Regions from separate parts of the Rattus norvegicus genome. Here region 1 is linked to region 2. The links are chromatin contacts, called in public Hi-C maps. All regions are on one chromosome and are shown on one strand. Each heading gives the region's core, a stretch centred on a gene start, on an enhancer-like site or on the middle of the called end of the contact. The rest is flanking DNA. Distances are from core to core; before and after follow the strand shown. Region 1 holds the start of Nedd9 (neural precursor cell expressed, developmentally down-regulated 9). Region 2 has its middle 99 kb from the start of Nedd9.

Region 1 (3,303 bases), core at 489-2,988, 99 kb after region 2:
GTTTCACAAACGCCTGGCACAGGCTTTGGCAAACTGTTCTTGCAATGTTCAGATTGGATGACTTAGCCTTGCTTTCATTCATTCCTCTGAAGATGATTCAGCCTGGCTGCTAAAGAGACGCTCTCTCCATCTCCTGGGGGCCGGGACGCATCTTCTAGAGAAAAAGACCTTGGACTCTCTCACGAGGGTGAGTCTGCAGGGCTTGCCGAGATGAGCCTTCTACCACAATCTGCTTTGAGCCAAATCTGTGTCCAAAAAGACCTTGCAAATCACACAGGTTCCGTTCTGCTTTGAGGTCAAGAAGTGAAAGCCATGACCTGGAAGGGGCCTTAATAGGGATGTGTCAACTTCCCAAAGGTTGCCAGGGCACCTTGTAGAGCAAAATCAGAGCTGCAGCCAAACATAGATTCTATTGTCAATGTAAACCCTACTCCCCCAGACTACTTTTATGGGGTATCTGTTCTCCTGTGCTTTTTGTTTAAATCATTTATTTTCAAAAGTTTTAATCCATTGGGAATTTAGAGGGGGGAATGGGGAAGCAAAATTGATTCCGGTCCAGTTTAGTCAGGAAAAAAAAAGTAAGAACTGATTTTTTTTTCTCCCACCCGAGTCGTGCAGTCTGGCTGGAATGCATCCCAACTAGGGGATGGTCCTGAATGCTCTAAATGCTGAGGCCCAAGGAAAAGAAACGTCTGTCTTCTCCTGAGTGATTCTCTTTCTCTATAGAAATCTCAAAATGGAACCGCTCTACAAATCATGTCCTGGGCTTTGCCAGAGAGAAGCTGTTCCCTTTAAACAGGCTTATCAAACAGTAGTGTTTTCCCTGAATAATAAGTGTGAGTGGGCTAACGGGTCATTTGGGGGAGAGAGGTCAGAAGGAAAAGGCCTCAGTGTTCAATGCTGAATCTGGCCAGGCCAGCGGTCGGTCAAAGAGCAGAGAGTGCTGGGTGGACAGCAATGATGTATAGAGTGTGTTCTATAGAACCTGCATGGGTTTCTACCTAACCTTTATCCCCATCAAAGCCTGCCAAGATCTCTTAATGTGTCTGACACTTCTCTCTCTCTGAGGTCATAGCAAGATGGTGCAGGGAAAACCTGGTGCTTGCTCCTTTTCATTGAAGAAGAAATGTTTTGAAGCTCCTAGCAGGCTGACTTAGCAAAGTACTTTGAACACTGAAGAAGAAAAAAGCAGTCACAGAAAAGGGAAGGGAAAGAGAAAAGACAGAGGGAGAGAGAGTTATCAGCAGGGGTGGTTAGTAAAAAAAAGGGGGGGAGGGGATTGGAGACAGAAAACCTTTTGTTCCTCAAACTCGTTTCATGTAGAGATTGTAAGGTGAATGCCTTTGAAATGAAATGGGTTTATGAACTAGTTGCTAGGTCACAGGAAGCGCAATCCTCAGACTGCTTTGTGGATTTGGATTCTTTAAAACTTAGGTTATTCTCAGAAGGAACGTACCTCCTTTGTCTGGTTCCTATGTCTTTCCTCTTAATATTTTTATTTCGCGGGGTGGTTTGGGCTGCCTTCCCACTTTCTGTTTTCTCCTCCGCCCTTTTGATAACGTGAAAAGAAATGATCCTATTACACGCTCTTTGTCGGAGGGTTTCTGAAGTTAGAGGTGGGCGGGGTGGAGGCGTTACCTTCCCCCCTCTCACCAACCAATGGCGGTGAAACATGCAAATTAGGTCCGCGCTCTGCCGGTCTGGATCTGGACTGTGAGCTCAGAGACTCCGCAGTGCGCGGGAGGCGAACGTTCTCACTCCCATCCAGCCCTTTGCTCAATGGAGGGGCGGACACTGCAGTGTGACTAGATAGGACCAGGGCTCATCTGACCACCGCCGAGATGAAGTATAAGGTAAGAGTGCCTTTTATACAGTCTCCTGAGAGGCTGGAGGCAGCTGTGCGGGCTCCTTTTCCACCTTGACAACTGGGCAGGGATCCCTTGTGTGTCTGGTTTTGCTGAGCTGCGTCTGATCTGGTTTCCAGGGTTCCCTGGGGTGTACCCGCAAGCAGACGTGCGCTTTCAGATCCACCGGTTCTTGGTACACGATTCTGAAAGTTGCTGTGGGTAGCGGAAGGCAGTGGAGAAGAGTTAACCTAGCAGCCACAGCGGCCACTGGAGATCAGAAGGTGTCTAACTCGCCTCGCAGCAGGCAAGTCGCAGGTCGCTGCCTGACCAAAGCTGGCCTGGAGAGCCTTAATAAGAGAGAAGTCAGAACTGCTGAGGCTCTAACAGGCTCTAAAAGCATCTTTTCAGAATTTGCCTTAAGCACTTGATCTGGGAAGCTGTCTGCTCTAGGTCCTTTCGGTAGAGGCAAATTAAAAACACAGACGCTAATCATAGGGGCGATGATGGAGAATTCCCACATCCTTAGATAGTTTGATTTCGTGAATAAAGGGTGTTAGTCACTTCTGGATAACACTTTATTGGGGTTGAATGGGTCTGAAAATATAAAGGCTCCGGTTGGCTTATTTTCCCTGACGCTTACAGAATGTCCTGCTCATATTTGGCAACGCTATTTTCCACTGCATTTTGCACCACGGTTTCTGGGGTTACTCTTGGCAAAATGATTATGACTTGCTCAGCACATCCCGTCTAAGGAGGCAGTTTCCAGGGGACTTGGCACAGTAGCAGTTCATGGCAATGACTTGGCCTTAGGATCCCTTTTCTTATTTTAATGGTGAATAGGCGTGAGTCCTCGACTTTTAAAAGACAGTGTTATTACAAAATTTCATTTTGGTAAGGTGGCCTAACAGACCCAGTTAACTGACCTAGCTAGGGGGCTAACTTGGCTTCCCTCTGTGGTTTGTAGCCTCTGGCCCTTCCTTTTGGATAGATAGAGAGCTGTAAACACTTGCTAAAGTTAACAGTCACTAGTTCCAAGTCTATAAATCTTGTTCAAAGGCTGTGAACCGAAGCAAGAGTGATAGTTGTTGGGGAAAGTTCCCGCAGTCTCGAGACCCAGGTATCCATTGTCACCCCCTATCAGCTTTCCACTGCGTCCTACATCAGTGGGGAGGGGCGGAAGAAAGGATGGGTCCAGGAGTCAGTCAGAAAGACAGCTTTCTACCCAGGAGGAACAGAATCTTTTTGGAAGTGAGTCTCTCCATTGCTAAGACTCCTTGTTCATAACTGATGGGGCTACATGGTGTCTAGCCTGCAATGATTTTTTTCTTCTCCCTTTCTCCCTGTTTTTGACTTGAGACCGTGTTATAGAGACCGTGTTATAGAGAACAGATAAAAGATTGACTCTGGTCTATTATTGGGGCATTAAATAGCTGACGTGAACTCTGAGCACTGCAGT
Region 2 (3,062 bases), core at 246-2,745:
TGCTGTGTGTGATCTACTCAGAGAAAATCCCACCCTGTTTCTACGGGCTTGAAATGGAGGTCACAACCATTTCTCCTCCCCTGGAATGTCTCCTTGGAAACTGGAGGGCAGAGGACAGGAGGACTACAAATGATATCAGTCTTGGCAATTGAGTTCCCCTTAGACTTGAAGCCACTGTCCTCTATGGCTGAGACAAGGCAGCAGGCATAGCCTGGTTCTAAATGAGGAGCTAAGGTGGGTGGGGTTGGTGTAGACATAAATTTTTGCAACCTACTTTTAATAAGGCTTCTCTTCTAGCCCACCACCCAGCAGAGGCAGTGGAAGAAAAAAGTTAATAGGATATGAGGGAAGTGAACCTGTTCAGCCATAGTTCTTTGGGGGTGAACTTGATCTTCTTTGGCCGCAGTTCAGTCCTAAGCAAACACCAAATATGACTCAGCAGCTGCAGAGCAGTTCTCTAGACAGGCAGACACCAGGCACAAACCAACAGCTTCAGTCCAGGCCTCTTGGCAAGCAGACACTGGGCAGCTGTAGTTCCAACCTGAAGAACACCAGGCTCGCCAACCAGCCTGAGGCAAGCAATGGTGGTGTTATCACAAGTTGAGCCCAACAACAGCTTTGTGAAGTGAACCAGTACATAGGTGTCATTAGGGAAGAATAGGGGGGTGAAGTAAACCAAACCGAAGGTCAATACCCATCTCCCACTGTCCGTGGGGTCAGAGTCATACTCCTTCATCAAGTGTCCTTTCACGTGTCTGTTATATCCACACACCGTTTCACCTGTGTGCTCCAGCAAACCATCATTTGATGTAACTAAATTTTCTAAAGAACTAGAAGTTTCTACTTCAGATGGTTGTTTCTGCAAGACCCCCAGAAGAACACACACGTAGGCACAAACACACACACACACACACACACACACACACACACACACACACAATGGTTATTATGCTCACACCTGCTATTTTGGTGTCCGATCTCTATATATTCCTCTGCTGTCCTGAACTCCAAAGTCACCTCTTACACAAATACCTGGAAACCCTGAAGTCCCGTCCCATCATGTGAGACTGCATATTGTCAGCACAAGTCACAAACGGCATGGTCTCTCCCTGTGCAGTTTTCTTGGCTCAGGTTGAAAGCGTTAATCAGCCTGTCTTCTCTGGCTGTCATCCCCCTCCTGACTCCTCCCTGTGAAGTCTTAGATGTTCCCCCACTGGATTTCTTCATTCTCTTCCCTCAGAACCTTTGAGTTAACATTCATCTCACTCCCAGCTCCTAACCATACTCCCTGACCTCAGCTTCTTCCCAGGCCCTCTTCCCAGTCGCCCTCTTTCAGTCATGAAGAACCTTTTAAAAACTTTATCTGTCTTCATTAATATCACCCCCACTTCCATGAGAATTCCCCAGATTCCTTTTATACAGAAAGAGCTGGCTGCTGGCATTTATAACTAGAGTCAAAAGGCCTTGGAATGAGAAGTATGTGGACGCCCCCTCCTCCCACTCTGTCTCAATCCCTGATGTTTTCTTAAACACTGAATCTTTACCAGGAAGGAGCAGGCACTTATAAAAGGAGAGTGAGTAAAAACAAAGAAAAGAAAGGGCGTGTGTTTTGTGTGTGTGTGCTTCCCCACGTATGTATGTGTGTATGTGGAGACCAGAAGTCAACCTTGGGTGTGGTTGCCCGGGCCTCATGTCTCTCTAAGATCTGAAGCTTACCCAATTAGACTAGACTCACTGTTCCCTGAGATCCACCTGTCTCCACCTCTTCAGGCCTGGGCTTAGAGGCATGTGCTACAATGTCCGGCGGCTTTCTATGTGAGCACTAGGGACCAAACCTGGGTCTTCATGTTTGTGTAGAAAACACTTCACTAACTGTGCCGTCTCTCCAGCACCAAGTGTTGGGGTAGAAATCTCGGCTCCCGTCCCGACAAACCACACCAGGCCAACATGGTGTGGAAAGGTTTAATGAGAGAAGAAGAGTAGAAGAGGAGAGGAGTAGAAGCCGTCATGAGCACGTGGAGGGAAGAGGGGAGGGGAATGGGGAGAGAAGGGACAAAGGGGAAGAGAGAAAGAGCAAGAGGCAAGAGAATGAGGAGGGGGCAAGCAGCCCCTTTTATAGTTTCAGGCACAGCTGGCTGTTGCCAGGTAACTGTGGGCGGAGCATACCTGTCTGTTGCCAGGTAACTGTGGGGGTGGAGCTTAGACAGAATTCTAACACCAAGAGTGGTTTATTTTGGGGGTGGTGGGGAAGTGGAGGGTAGGGGAGGATGGTGAATGATGAACATGAAATAAATAAGAGACAAACTCTCCGTTTTCTGAGCTTCAGAGGCAGGAGAAGGGCTGAGGAGATGAGAGCTGTGAATCGCCTGATAAGAAGGCAGAGTGAGGTCACATGTCACAAGTGGAAATTTACTAAGAGAGGTAGAGATCAGAAACAGCCGGTGTCTTGCAGGAGATGACTTTGAAGCCACCCACACCAGGCTCCCGCGTGTGAGCTTGAAGATTGGACTCATTTTGCCAACAGTTTGCCTGGAACAGACCTGCCCTCACCCAAAACTCAATGCGGGCGCTCTGTTTTGAGGCATGTGCCACTTAGGACGGGAGTTTCCACGAGCTGCCCTCTTCTGAGCTTCTCCCCACCTTGAAGGCACCCTCTCTCCCCTGATAACCATCTTCAACGGGCTGTGCTTCAAGGAGAGCGGGCCAGGTGGATTGTTTTTCAGCTGTCTGGAATTTAAAGCTAAATGAGGTGCTGAACTCCAAGGCCCCCGTCATAATCTCGTAGGCACATTACAAGGGCTTATCACACATTTCAGAGCCAGAGATATGCCGGGCTTAAGTGTCAGGAGATAATGCACTTGAGCGCTTAAAAATATTGATGGCCTTCAAGAACCAGGAGGGGGGCTCGGGACAGTGGTGGCTGGGTAACAGATTAGCAGCGTGCTTGCCCCCAACTCCTGCCACTTAACTCCACTTCTTGGCCTTTCTCTACTCTAACTTCCTGGTTCCCTCCTTTCTTCTAACGAATAAAGCACAGAAAAGTATCTGTGAACATTTACTGT

What was found. Hi-C and Micro-C count contacts between places; a contact is called where the count stands out from the background.
Region 1: a Hi-C map of the A7r5 cell line shows a contact between it and region 2, with 2.8 times the contacts expected there. The contact joins the promoter of Nedd9 here to the enhancer-like site in region 2. A contact is called at or near these places in 5 of 12 Hi-C or Micro-C datasets (the A7r5 cell line, Schwann cells, kidney and 2 more).

What each region holds. Positions count from the first base shown.
Region 1 is chr17:23,622,223-23,625,525 of GRCr8, forward strand. It overlaps Nedd9 (neural precursor cell expressed, developmentally down-regulated 9), which reads left to right and starts at 1,739. Exons shown (of 7, transcript NM_001011922.2): 1 at 1,739-1,853. The coding sequence starts at 1,842.
Region 2 is chr17:23,523,701-23,526,762 of GRCr8, forward strand. It overlaps a transcript of Nedd9 not described here. Among named protein-coding and RNA genes, the nearest start is that of Nedd9, 99 kb to the right of the region's middle. Within about 2 kb of position 1,496, at least 11 of the 93 cell types and tissues checked have an H3K27ac peak or open chromatin away from gene starts, as enhancers often do. A contact at or near this core is called in the A7r5 cell line, where this site is marked.